2 separate regions of the Hordeum vulgare genome follow, and region 2 is linked to region 1. A link is a contact called in public Hi-C data. All regions are on one chromosome and are shown on one strand. Each heading gives the region's core, a stretch centred on a gene start, on an enhancer-like site or on the middle of the called end of the contact. The rest is flanking DNA. Distances are from core to core; before and after follow the strand shown. Region 1 holds the start of LOC123428222. Region 2 holds the start of LOC123428225.

Region 1 (5,992 bases), core at 1,948-4,447:
CCACATGCACACACGTACCCTAGCAACAAGAGCAATACGAGTAGCATCAACAACAATAGCAAGAAGAGTAGAATGAATAAACAATAGTAGGAACTAACAACACTAGCATATACACTAGTAATAGCACCAAAACAAATAATGTTGCACTACAAACTAACAAAATGGCAGTAAGAACAGATGCAAACCACCACTACACTATAAACAATCTAGGCATGTGGGATGAACAAAGTAAGCACGCACTCTTGTTCATCCCCAAAATAGTGGATTCTCATCGAATCCGATCGAATCAAGTAGAATCCAATCGAATCGGGTCAAATGTACGGGCCACAATCTAATCTAACACACTATGAACTACCCTAAGAACCTTAACTAAGAAGCATAGGGGGATTTGAGAGCTTACAGTGGGGGTTGCCGGTGTAGCGTACGCCGACCGTGGTGACAACCCCGGCGGGAAGAGGGGTGTTGGCGCCGTCGATGAAGAGGAGCCGGCCATTCCGACTCCCGTGGCCGTGGACCTCATCCTATGCCTACTCAAAGATGACGTCGGCATCCTGGAGCTCCCCTCCCCTTGCGCCGGACGCAGAGGAGAAAACCCTCGTACAGGGGTAAAAATACCCCCATAAGAGGGGCCTGCAAAGGACGACGCCGACGGGTATTGGATCCCCGTGATGTCCGAGCCGATGGAGAGGATCACTGGCTCCGGTAGCGGAGTTGGAGCGATCAGCGCCGGCGCTGCATTGGCCCCGGGCGGCGGCATGGTGCAGAAAGGGGAGGGAGCTTGCAGTGCCGACGACAGATCTACTACGGTTGCGGAGAGGCCGTCAACCCACCTCTCTTGGATGGGATTGTTGCTGATGATGACCGGAGTGGGTGGGGCACGCTGAGACGACGGCGTGGCCATCGAAGAAACCGAACGGGCGGTGAGGTGACAGAGAGGGAGTGGGTGTGAATTGGCAAGAGAGGTGATGGGAGAGGGAGTGGGTGTGAACTAGCAAGGGAGGTGACGGGAGAGGGTGTGTGGAGTTATGAGGAGTTGCCTTGTCTCCTGTGCGTCCCAAGGCATGCAGGCGCTCGCCACGCGTGGCTCGAGCGAGCCTGGCTTGCAAAAAACGGCCGGTTCAATCGTTCCTCTAGAGCAAGGCCCAGACCTACTTTGAGGTTCGTGCAGGCCACGAATTGGATGCGACCTAGGCAACCAAATGGGTCATATTCTTCCCGCGCAGGCCTGGCCCGACCTAATGCGAGGAAATAAACACACCCTTATTGAATCCTACCCAGAAAGGAGCTCGTTGCAATTTGGTTACAAACTTGAAAATACCTTCAAGTAACACAATCGATGTTGATACATAATTACCAATCTAATAAATGTGCCCCATTCTGTCATCGTCTTAAATTTCCCATGTCCACGCATAACATTGCACGCAATCTTGTCGACAAAGTGTTGGAAAGTCAACCGAGCGCAAACAATGACATCTAAGTTAATATCACATCATTTTATGGGGCCAATGAACTCTTATGCATGTTTGTAACAAGGCCAATGACATTGCAAAAGCTATGTAGAATGTTTTCAAGCATATTAATATCCTCATATATGTGATGAAGGTCGCCGCATCGTCATAGAGCGAGGTGCGTACGTTTGCACTCTCCTCTCAATCTATGAAAACCCCGTTGGTTGTCCCCAAATCTAAAATATGTTGGAAGGAGTCAATACTCTATGGCAAAGGCGAACAAGAACGACAATAAGTGTTCTCACTGATGTGATCCTCTGTCATGTTGAATCGGGTTTTTCGAAACCTAGTAAGAAGGTACAAGAGTTTGAAGTGTGAGAAAGAGCGTCGACCAATCCATAAACCTTTGTAGAAACACTACTTTATGCATTAGGTCTAGCAAATACTCTCATCTAACCGAGTCAAAAGCTTTCTTAGAGTCCAAACCTCGAGGAGGAGGTGGTGGTGGGGGGGGGGGGTGGTGTTCTTCACAATCACGTCACGTATAGGCATACATAAATTTTTTAGAGTAAATTGCATAAAACCATCAATTTGAAGGCTAGGTTTGGAGAAAACACTACAATACATTTTTTTTCAAAAAACATCATGTCTACCGTAATCTTTTTGCAAATAACATTGATCGGTGGATTTGCCTCGGCTAAGTATGTTTATGACAGATGGGGCCGTTAGTCAGGCTGATGTGGCTTAAAATTTCTAACACTGTTACGTCGAACCATTTTGCTGGACAGGGCCTACTTGTCAGCATTTCATCACGGTATTTTCTCCTCCCTAATCTCTCTCTCTCTCCCGACCAGAAGCATGCAGGAGCGCCGGCGCCGCCCATTGCCATGGCGCCTGAGCTCCAAGAACGTCGTCGCTGTTAAGCAGCCCTCTCATGGATCCGACAAGAATCGAGGGGCCGCCCCCTTCCGCCCCATAGATTCGTGCTCGTCCGCTCCAATTCGAGCCAGAATCTCGCAAGAATAGAGACGGACGACGGCCCGTATCGCGACCTTCCCGCCCACTCGTTGTCGTCCGGCGACCTCCGCGCCCACTCCTTGCCGTCCCGCGACCTCCGAGTTGCCGGTCGAGTTCCCATGGGCAGGGCACGCGGGAACAACTCTAGGTACAGTGGCGTAGAACCATGGCCGCGAGTGCCGTATGAACCTGGATGAGGTCGGCGACCCCGGCGATTTAGTCGTCCTGGAGTGCGCGCATAGTGTCCTCGGCGTGTGGCGGAAGGCCTCCCCTTGGACGGGGGCAGGGGCGGGACTGGTGGCGTCCTTTGCCTTCCCCTCGATGCGGCAACTAGACGGTGGCCCCTGCCTCAGTCGGGGTCGAGAGCGGCGATGGCGGCCCCTGCCTAGGTCGGGGTCGAGACGTGTGACGGCCCCTGCATCCACTTGGGCACAACAACGACGACGGCGGACATTACCTCGGGCGGCGGCGGGGTGGTGAACGAGATTTGGGGGTACACTGTTAAGAGGAACCAAACTCTTTTCCTTCATTTCTTTCAACGACATGTGGACCCCACATGTTCACACATGATGATAACGTTACCAATTGTCGTCGTTACATGTAAGATGTTAAACGATGCCCCATCAACATGACTGGCGGGCCCCATCTGTCATAAACATGCTCAGTCGAGGCAAATCCGTCGATCAATGTTTTGTGCAAAAAGATTACTGAAGACATGGTGTTTTTTACCAAAAAAAATGTATTATAGTGCTTTTTGGCAAACCTAGCCTTCAAAGTGGTGTGCAATTTACTCAAATTCTTATGAACACTTTGGGTCTCAAATGAAGTTGTTTATGGAAGACAATACAATTATAGCCTATCACATTGGCAATAATCTTGGCCACGGTATGGGCGCGGCTCCTCCCCCTCCCATCTTCCCCTCCTTTCCTTACAATATAAATTGGGGTCACAACATAACTCTACCAAAATGAAATTGGGGATTCAAGCTCCTACATTGTTCAGAAACAAAGTGAACCGGCTAGGTCACTTTACTCCATGGGTCTATATGCCTTAGTTATTTTCCATCTAATTGACCCAATCATATAAAAAAAGAAAGAAAAAAGAAAATACCCGCATGAATCATGACCTAAGATCGATTGGCATATGACTTAGAGAGCACATTTAGATGCGCTTTACCAAAACATTTCCTCCATATACAGTACGATCAACACCCTAACCACAAACAATTACATGATATATACCGGATCACCAGCGCTACAATTCCTCCCTGTGTAATTTCTTATAGCAATTTCATCGCTACACCATCCACCATCATCACACCAAAATATGAAGTATTTACACATCCTCGATCAGCCCACCTCTGATTAATTACCCTGGTTTACCCTGTCATCATCTGGAAAATATGCAAGATAGCGAGCACGTACGCGCGCGCGCGCTTACATACGGCGCGGCTCTGAATGCCTACCTCGATCGTCTCCGGTTCTCCCTTCAACCCAGCGAGATGGATGATCTCTTCGTCCTCCGCTGGCCAGCGGATGGATTACTACGTACGTACGTACTACCTTCTTCTGCGCCATCATCGACCTTTCTCTGCTTCCGCCATTGCTAAGTGAGTAGGAAGTAGAGTTTAGCTTATGGCCGACTCGCGCGGGCGGGCCGCCCAGAGCGTGCTGAGCGCGCGGAGGCGCTGGAAGTAGTCCCCCAGCACGAGCAAGCCCTTGGCCGCCTGCCGCGTCGTCAGGATCCTGTGCATGTTCTGCAGCGTCTCCAGCCGGAGGTGGTCCGCCTGCAACGCCGACGACGACAATGCATGCCATAAGTTAATCTTCAGAGTTTCAGATTATGGATGGGTCGAGCGACGGCGGCGCTGATCGGCGCATGAAGAAGCTGGGTAGTTGGTACCTGCTGCACGAAGCCGACGAGGCCCTTGAGCTTCTCCACGGCACCGACCATGTAGGCGTCGGGGGCGGCGAATGGGTCGGTCAGGGACTCGGCCAGCGTCTGCTGCAGCTTCTGCATCCCCTGCGACAGCGCGTCTTCCGCCTGCGCCGACGTCAGCTGCAGCCCGTACACCGCCACCGACTGCGCCTCCGTCATCGGATGCAGCTGCGGGCTCAAGATCTGCGTGCCAGCCACCCACACACAGGTCAACCACCGCCGACGACGATAACAACGGTGATCGTCATTCCGATCCGACCTCTGACGAACTCTGACTGAATAACACTACCGTACGTACCTTGAGGACCTCGGACGGCCGGAAGCCGCCGATCCAGAGGAAGAAGCGCTCGGCGGGGGACCTCCAGAGCCCCGACATGACGCAGAAGACGTCGGACTGCGCGGCGGCGCCCTTGATCCGGAAGAGGTCGTCGTAGTTGGCGAGCCCGGTCTCCACCATCATCTGCAGCTCCAGCTCCGACGTGCCCTGCCCCTGCTGCAGCGCGCTCCGCAGCTGCTCCGTGTGCCGCTTCTGCTCGTCCACCCAGTGCCCGTACTTGATCTCGAACGCCGCCACGCCGGGGTCCATCATCTGCCCCGCCGCCGCGAACCCGAGGCCGGCCGAGCCCCCGTGGTGGCGCTGCAGGCTCGTCCCCGGGTTGCTGCCCCCGTACACCCCCTGCTGCTGCCTCGCGCGCTGCAGCTCTTGCTCCAGCTGCGCCAGTTTTATCCGGCTCGACTCTAGCTGCTGGATGTAAGCCTGCGGTGGAGGAAGGAGCACAACAATGGCGTCAGTCAGTCACCGACACGAAGCATGCCATGGCTTCCGATGTTCAATTTGCAAGTACCTTTTTTCTGAGGCGGCTTTTGCGGGCAGCTTCTCTGTTCTGTGCGAGTCTTCTCAAGACCTGAATAGAATCATCTCTTATTAAGAATCCATCAGATTAGCTTGGGAAATGGACAACTGATGCTGATTGTACTTCGGAGAACAGTAACCTCTACTGCCTGATTGCACATTTAATTTAAGAAAGACTAAGTGTACAGTAGCATGCAGGTAAACATCTGATGATGGTTACCTTTTCTCTTGGCTTGCTGGCTTCCTGATCGGCGTCGCCCGCCGTCTCCAGTTCGTCCATCTGCGGATCTTCGTCTAGCTGCAGAGACCACTGCCAAAATGAGCTTCGAAAATGGCAGAGAAAGAGCGATGAACCAGCGTAGATTCGGTAATAACTGACTGACGTACCCCTGCGTGGTCGAACTTGGCGTCGGGCTCCATGATGCTGGACCCGCTGGTGGCCTGGCCGCCGCTGTCGACCTTGTAGGGCTCGCTGCTCCACATGCCCAGCACCGGCTGCAGCTGGTGCTGCTGCTGCTGCTGCTGGTGCTGCTGCGGCGGTTGGGCGCGCTCGTACATCCCCATCCTGAGGGGCGCCGGCGCGTACTGCGCCGAGGTCATGTACTCCGGCGGGGACGCGCCGCCGGTCCCGCTGAAGAACCAGGAGAGGAATCAGCACACAGGAGTCTGCAAGCAGAGCACTGGAACTGTGGATGGAATGTGCGTGGGGAGTCAGAGCCTAGTACTAGGAGGAGGT
Region 2 (6,775 bases), core at 2,970-5,469, 270 kb after region 1:
GGAGATATGGTACTCGTGGCGCCACCAGATGCAGGCCGTGGCCGCGGCAGGGTACCGCGCCATCGCGCCGGACAGCCGCGGGTACGGCCTGTCGGACCAGCCGCCGGAGCACGAGGAGGCCTCCTGGGAGGACCTCGTCGCCGACGTGCTCGGCATCCTCGACGCCCTCTCCATCCCCAAGGTAGGCACCACCGCAGCACGCAACGCAGCATCCACAAAAAAAAAAACACCCAAGCGGCCATGACCCATGAGTGACCGTCGTCGTCCTGTTTTCTTGTTTTCATTCCTCGGTGCGTGCAGGCGTTCGTCGTGGGCAAGGACTTCGGCGCCATGCCGGCGTACGACTTCGCGCTGCGGCACCCGGGCCGCACCCGCGGCGTGGCGTGCCTGGGCATCCCCTTCAGCCCCGTGCCCTTCGACTTCGCCGGCACCATGCCGGAGGGCTTCTACCCGCTGCGGTGGCGCCAGCCGGGGCGGGCGGAGGCGGACTTCGGGCGGTACGACGTCCGGCGCGTGGTGCGCACCATCTACGTGCTCTTCTCCGGCAGCGAGGTCCCGGTCGCCGAGCAAGGCCAGGAGACCATGGACCTCGCCGACGGCTCCGCGCCGCTGCCGGAGTGGTTCACGGAGGCGGACCTCGACGTGTACGCCGAGCTCTACGAGAACTCCGGCTTCGGATACCCGATCAGAATGCCGTACGGGTCACTGGACAAGATGGCGACCCAGCTGGACGCCAGGTTCGAGGTGCCGGTGCTGATGGTGATGGGGGAGAACGACTACGTCATGAAGCTGCCGGGGTTCGAGGCCGCCGTGAGGGGCGGCATGATGGCCGGCTTCGCGCCTGACCTCAAGGTCGCCTTCGTCCCGGAGGGCAGCCATTTCGTGCAGGAGCAGTTCCCGGCGCAGGTCAACGAGCTCCTCCTCGCCTTCCTGAAGGATCACCCGTGATCCCGGCCGTGGTGAGGATGACACTGTTTACAGTGATGGGGTTGCAACTGACAACGGTCGCTTGTCTTGCACTGTTGCACAACGACCACCACGTGTATCTTTCAAACAAATATCCAAATTCATGTCCTTTTTTAAAACACAATACAAACGCAGACGCGGAAGTTTATATGTATGCACATATATTCATTCTTACGAATACACGCAGACCTTATCCTTACGTGCATCTTTGAAAGATTAAGCCATTGATTTCTTCTTCCATGATAGTGGCTGCTGCAGCCAAAAGAAACCACTCCATGAAAGCTTTGCATCCTTCATGAACAAACTCCTCTCTATGCACGACTGCTGGAGTTGCAACTGACAACGGTCACTTGCCTTGCACTGTTGCACAGCGATCACCATGTGTATCCTTTAAGCAAAATATTCAAATCCATGTGCCGTTTTTAAAACACAATACGGATCCAGATGCGCATATATTCATTCCTATGAATATAACATACCTTATCCTTACGAGTATCTCCGAAAGACTAAGCCGATATATGTCATCTTAAGATTGATAAAATGATTGTGTTGACGTCCAGCGGCTCATGGATGGTTGCCCTGGAAACAAGTCTCTGGACTCTCCGCTGGCCCCCCTTTGCTTTGGGACCGGGGGCGGTTCTCGGCCAGAGCGGTATATGCCCTGCACCGCCTCGGCGGCGTGGGGGTTGAGACGGCCACCTTCCAGTAGTCAATTGCCCCCCTCGCGCGTCAAGTTCTTCGGGTGGCTGTTGTCCCTGTCGCACATCCACACGGGGGACGTGCTCCTCTGCAAAACCATGCTGGGTGCCCGTGCTGGGAGATGGTTCTGGAGACCGCCAATCACCTCATTTTTGGGAGTCCCTTCGCGGTGCTGTTTTGGAGGTGCTTCGGTGTGTCGCCGGAGGGCGCCTCGGTTAGTGCCCTTCACCTCCTCGATGTTGCGGGCGCGGTTGGTGACGCCTCTCCAGAGGCCTTCGTCCTCCACTGCTGTTGGAGGCTCTGAAAGCGGAGGAACACTGTGGTGTTCCAGGACGACACGCCATCTCTAGCTGCAACGTTGAAAGCCTACCTTGACGACGCGGTGCTGTGGCAGGCAGGATGAAAACTGTGGAGTGATCGCATATTGATGTGTGGCTCAGTGCGCTTAGTGTGTTTAGATACCTAACGGCCTACCTCTTGGCCGGCGTCCCCTCCTGTGGCTTTCTCATCTCTGTGTGTAAATCTGTCACTCGAGTTGGGGGGAGGGGGTTCCCCCTTCCCTTTAAAGCAATATATTGAGGTGGTTGAGGGGCTTTCCCCTCCCCTTTAAAGCAATATATTGAGGTGGTTGAGGGGCTTTCCCCTCCTCCCCCGATGAAAATTCAATTTTTTTGACAAAGTGATGGTCTAGGCCCCTAACGAATGATTCCTTCTTCTATGGTAGCGGCTGTTGTAGCCTAAGAAAACCACCCCATGAAAGCTTTGCATCCTTCATGAACAAACTTGTTCTTTCTATGCACGAATGCTGGCTTTGTTCCTGCATCTCCGTAATGGGCTAATTCCCGGCAAGGAAATCCCTCCAATGAAAACATTGAAGGTGTATATATGCAGCTATCTAAGCTCATTTTGCATTGCTCGGTAGTTCATCATAGAACAAATCATCAAAAGCAATGCTCATACGGAAAACCTTTAATTGTGCGGGTTCAACAAGATAAGGAACGACCATCGGAGGTACGGAAAAGTATCTGGTGCTCCAGCCTTGGGTTATTTCCAATACTTCAATGTAAAAGAAAAAAAATAATGCTTTAATTTTTTTTGGAAAAAATATGAGTGTTAATAATGAATATTACTACAAGCTTTAAAAGTTTCAGGTCCAAACTTGAAACACACATTGAGGAAAAAAAAAGAATCCAAATCTGAATAGTGTCTTTCGATTTTGGACCTGAAATTTTTAGGGGATGTAGTGACGTTTATTGTGAATATTTACATTTTTTTCAATTTCGTTAAAACATTTTAAAATATTTGTTGACATTAGAACACGGAGAGTACTACAAGGCTGGAAGCACTTGATACTTTCCCCCGGAGCCACCACGGCCACCTCCACCAGCAGGTTGGTTGGTGTTATTGATGGACGGTTCCTACCATGCATGGTCTTCGGATATGAAAATGGTGAAGTATCTTTTGTTGCATACCAACGGTTGTTTGTATAGGATCATAATACAAGTCACATATATACCAATTTGATAGGAATACAAAAAAAGCAAAACACTAGCCTTTACAAAAAAACACACCAACCAAGATGTAAAATTACAAACAAGACAAAAAAAAACCTCTCAGCTTGACACCAATGTTCGTCATCTGCTTCTCACACCATCACAACAGCCATCATAAGAAAAAAATAACGGATCACCTTCACGCCGGAGCTTAACGCTACTCCATCGCTGATATGTACCTTCGCGGACCTTTAATGTGGCTCGTCAAAGACGAAATCGTTACCATTGAACGAATCGGACTGGGGGCAATAATCCGAACATGCCATCAAACTCTAGATCTAACACCCCCACATTACTAATATGTCGGAGGAGGAAACCATACCTTCCATCAACAAACCACGAACTTAGCACTTGATCCACCATCTTTCAGATGTCGTCGATGCAGTCCACAATCTACATTCGTTCCTGGACTACCTCACAAGCTCCAAACCGATGCAACAGAGAAGCCCGAGTGTACAGGTCCACCACAAGGACGCCGTCACCGTCGCATCGTTCTTGCTTGAACAATCTACGGTGGCTGTTGTTAAATTCAACCCCAATCACAAGACCGATCACCTGCTCGGGGCGGGATCTGAAGAATCTTTATTCAACATCGTAATTATCGCCACCGAAGCCATGCTAATGAACAACCCAAAATCTAACCTACTAAAGTTAAAACATCCACACGTGTGAATCTGACGCTCCCTCATCCATCAACGACCGTGGTCGTCGGAGGAGGAGAGCCGTCGAAGGACGGCAATGAAAGAAAGCGCTCCTTGTGGCGGCGGCGAGATCACTTTTTTTTTCTTCTTCACCTGAAGGAAAGAAGCGATTCGCTCTGGAATATTTGCGACAAGGATTTTTTTTTTTAAAATTATTTGAATTGCTTATCATATGTGTCAGAGGAAAAGTTTGGGGAAGTCGACTTCTGCAATATACTCTAGAAAAATACTGTAATTCCTTTTACCATCCACTCGAAAAACAATTCCTTTTATTTTTACCAGAAGAAAGCCTCGTATTCTCCCGAAGCCGCACATAACCAGGCCGCGTCACACGGCCGTCTTCCCCGTTCTCCCCCCGCCGCTCCCCCCTCTCTCCCCGCCGTCGCCGGCCCGCCCCCGCGGCGCAAGGCGGTGACCCTGCAGGACGATCGGAGCCGCGTCGCTCTTCCGCCTCCTCCACCCTCCCCGGCGGCGAGCAGACCGAGAGGCGGAGGCCTCCCCCGGCATCGCCCGCCATGTTGCGCCGGTACGGGCACCGACCTAGGTTTCCGCCCCGCCGAATTAGGGTTTCCGCGCCTAATGCCCGGCTCTCTCTGCTCTCGCAGGTGCGTGCGGGATCTGTACCCGCTGCGGTCCCTCCGGAGGATCCCCAGGCCGATCTCCGGCGAGGTAATTAAGCGTCCCCGCTATGTTTCATGGCTCGATGCACGTTAGGACGGTCTCCGGTGGTTTCAGTTGGTAGAATAGCTTCGCTCTGGCAGGCGTGTGTTGGGTTTGAGAATTCGGTTGCGCGTGAGAGCTTACCAGGGGCGGTTTTGGATTGGTGGATTCGTTGATTAAGCTGTCGATGGAGGGATTGTGTTACGGTGTTCCTGTTTGATTAGTTTGGGAATGCTGCTCGTCCTGTCATATGTTTTTAATTAACATCGCCCGTTTGCGTTCCTCTGTTTAATTAACTATAATGACTCTCTGTATTCGGAGCACACTGCTGTGTCATGTGAACCGGTCTACTTGTTGAGCTTTTGTAGGCCCTTAGGATGATGTCGAGGACCCTAAGTGAACAATTTGTTTACTTGCATTGGCGAAAGCACTAGGAAAATGTGGTTAAACCAAGGAATAGAGTGTTTTGATTCTTCATTGGTATTTACAGGCTTGATTGATTAGGGGGATTTTTTTTTGTTCGATAAAATTGCAGAAGGTACTATTGAACTGAGTAAATATCTGGTTTCCGCGCAAATCTGTCACATACACATTTGTATGTAGTGGTACATATAGCAATGTTTGGAACTGAATAGGAGTTGACATTACCCTAATTGGTAATAAAAGAATCCAATTAGATTGGGCTCACATTATGACCTGAATCATGTTATCTGTACTTATTTTGCTAAGTATGCTGTTTGTTTTATTTTTCATATGGAACACTGATTACTCGCCAACCTTTGATGAATGCTTCTGGAAGAAAATCGGATCACACCTTCTTGTGCTATTTTGTAGTGTTACATTGTTACTTATTCATTAGTAATATTGTCAGTACTTGATTGGACCTGTCAAAAATCATTTCTAGGTCTTTTTCTTTCATGTGCTCCCTACGTATGCTTACATAAATGCAGTGACTTTCCACGTGCAATGAATGCACAAAATTTTGGTTTTAAGGTTTGTAATGCTTTTGCAACCGTATTTTCTCATTGAGCCCATTCCTTAGCTTTGGAAGTTTGCACAATAATTGGGAGTATCCTTGCAAATTTCTCTGTCTATTGCCGGTTGGCCTGAACTGCATGAAAATGACAGAATAACCTATTTATCAGGCCCAAAGTCCAACATTCCTGCAATCCAGAAGAAACTCAACAAAAGCACCCCAACAGGGTTCAGCACAGAAATCTGTCCCTGGACCTAAAGAAGAACCTTCTCAGTCTGGAAGCAAGTTTCCAAAGTTTGTGCTTGGAACTCTGGTTGTTGGTGCTGCTGGTATGGCTGCTTATCAAGCTGGCTACATAGACCTTCCGTTTATGGATGAAAAATTGCCTTCGACCATCAGGGAGCAAAATTTCACAAAGATGTATGAAAATATGAAGTCCCCTTTTGAACAAAAGGTTGATCAGAAACAAACCATGTTGGATCCAAGCAATGGCATTGTTCAGGATAAACCTAAGGACCTTCCAGCTGAAGGGATTCCAACTGCTGGCGAGCAGCCTACTCCTGCAGAAGAAAAAGAAACAGAAACTGTCACCCAGGGAACACTGCCAGTTCAAGATGAGCGTGGAGCTGATACTAAACTGCCGTCTCAAGATACTCTCTCTTTTGACATAAAGCCCACTGTTGTAAATGATGGGGCAGCCGGTGAAGTTCCTCCTGGACAAGCTGACAAGATAAGTAGCACAGTTTCTCCAGTAGAATCAAGCCCAACAACGGCTGAAGTACAAAAGGTTTGAGTTAGTCCTGAACTTTTTTTTATATAACCACCGATTTATCATCATTTGCATGTTGATTGGTACTCCCTCCGTCCCAAAATAAGCGTCTCAACTTTGTACTAGCTCTAATACAAAGTTGTACTAAGCTTGAGACACTTATTTTGGGACGGAGGGAGTATATCAAAGTACTTCTATTTTCTCATTCCAAATTGGTAATTCGATGGATTCTATAGGCTTTCCAAGGATTAATGTGTTGCTTTCAGTTTTTGTAGATTATACACTGTAGAGGTTTATGATTTACGCAGAAGAAATATCTATAAATGGAGATCTGAATGAAATCCTCCAGTAATCTAGTCTAGCTTAGAAAAGCATGATTAGTCATGCACCTGTCACAGCTTGTTGTTTAACAGTACTATCATCTACTACCTCCTTTCCAGATTATAAGGCT

The links. Hi-C and Micro-C count contacts between places; a contact is called where the count stands out from the background.
Region 2: a contact with region 1 is called in a Hi-C map of leaf, with 1.6 times the contacts expected there. The contact joins the promoter of LOC123428225 here to the promoter of LOC123428222 in region 1. A contact is called at or near these places in 2 of 6 Hi-C or Micro-C datasets (leaf and seedling).

What each region holds. Positions count from the first base shown.
Region 1 is chr2H:640,447,975-640,453,966 of MorexV3_pseudomolecules_assembly, forward strand. LOC123428222 reads right to left here and starts at 3,198. Exons shown (of 1, transcript XM_045112412.1): 1 at 2,064-3,198. The coding sequence starts at 3,010. The coding sequence ends at 2,381. It overlaps LOC123428221 (transcription factor TGAL6-like), which reads right to left. Exons shown (of 8, transcript XM_045112409.1): 3 at 5,644-5,887; 4 at 5,477-5,554; 5 at 5,249-5,308; 6 at 4,702-5,160; 7 at 4,368-4,586; 8 at 3,637-4,251. The coding sequence ends at 4,093.
Region 2 is chr2H:640,720,534-640,727,308 of MorexV3_pseudomolecules_assembly, forward strand. It overlaps LOC123428225, which reads left to right and starts at 4,220. Exons shown (of 12, transcript XM_045112415.1): 1 at 4,220-4,445; 2 at 4,525-4,588; 3 at 5,725-6,342. The coding sequence starts at 4,435. LOC123431115 (epoxide hydrolase B-like) reads left to right here. Exons shown (of 3, transcript XM_045114949.1): 2 at 1-181; 3 at 301-1,165. The coding sequence ends at 948.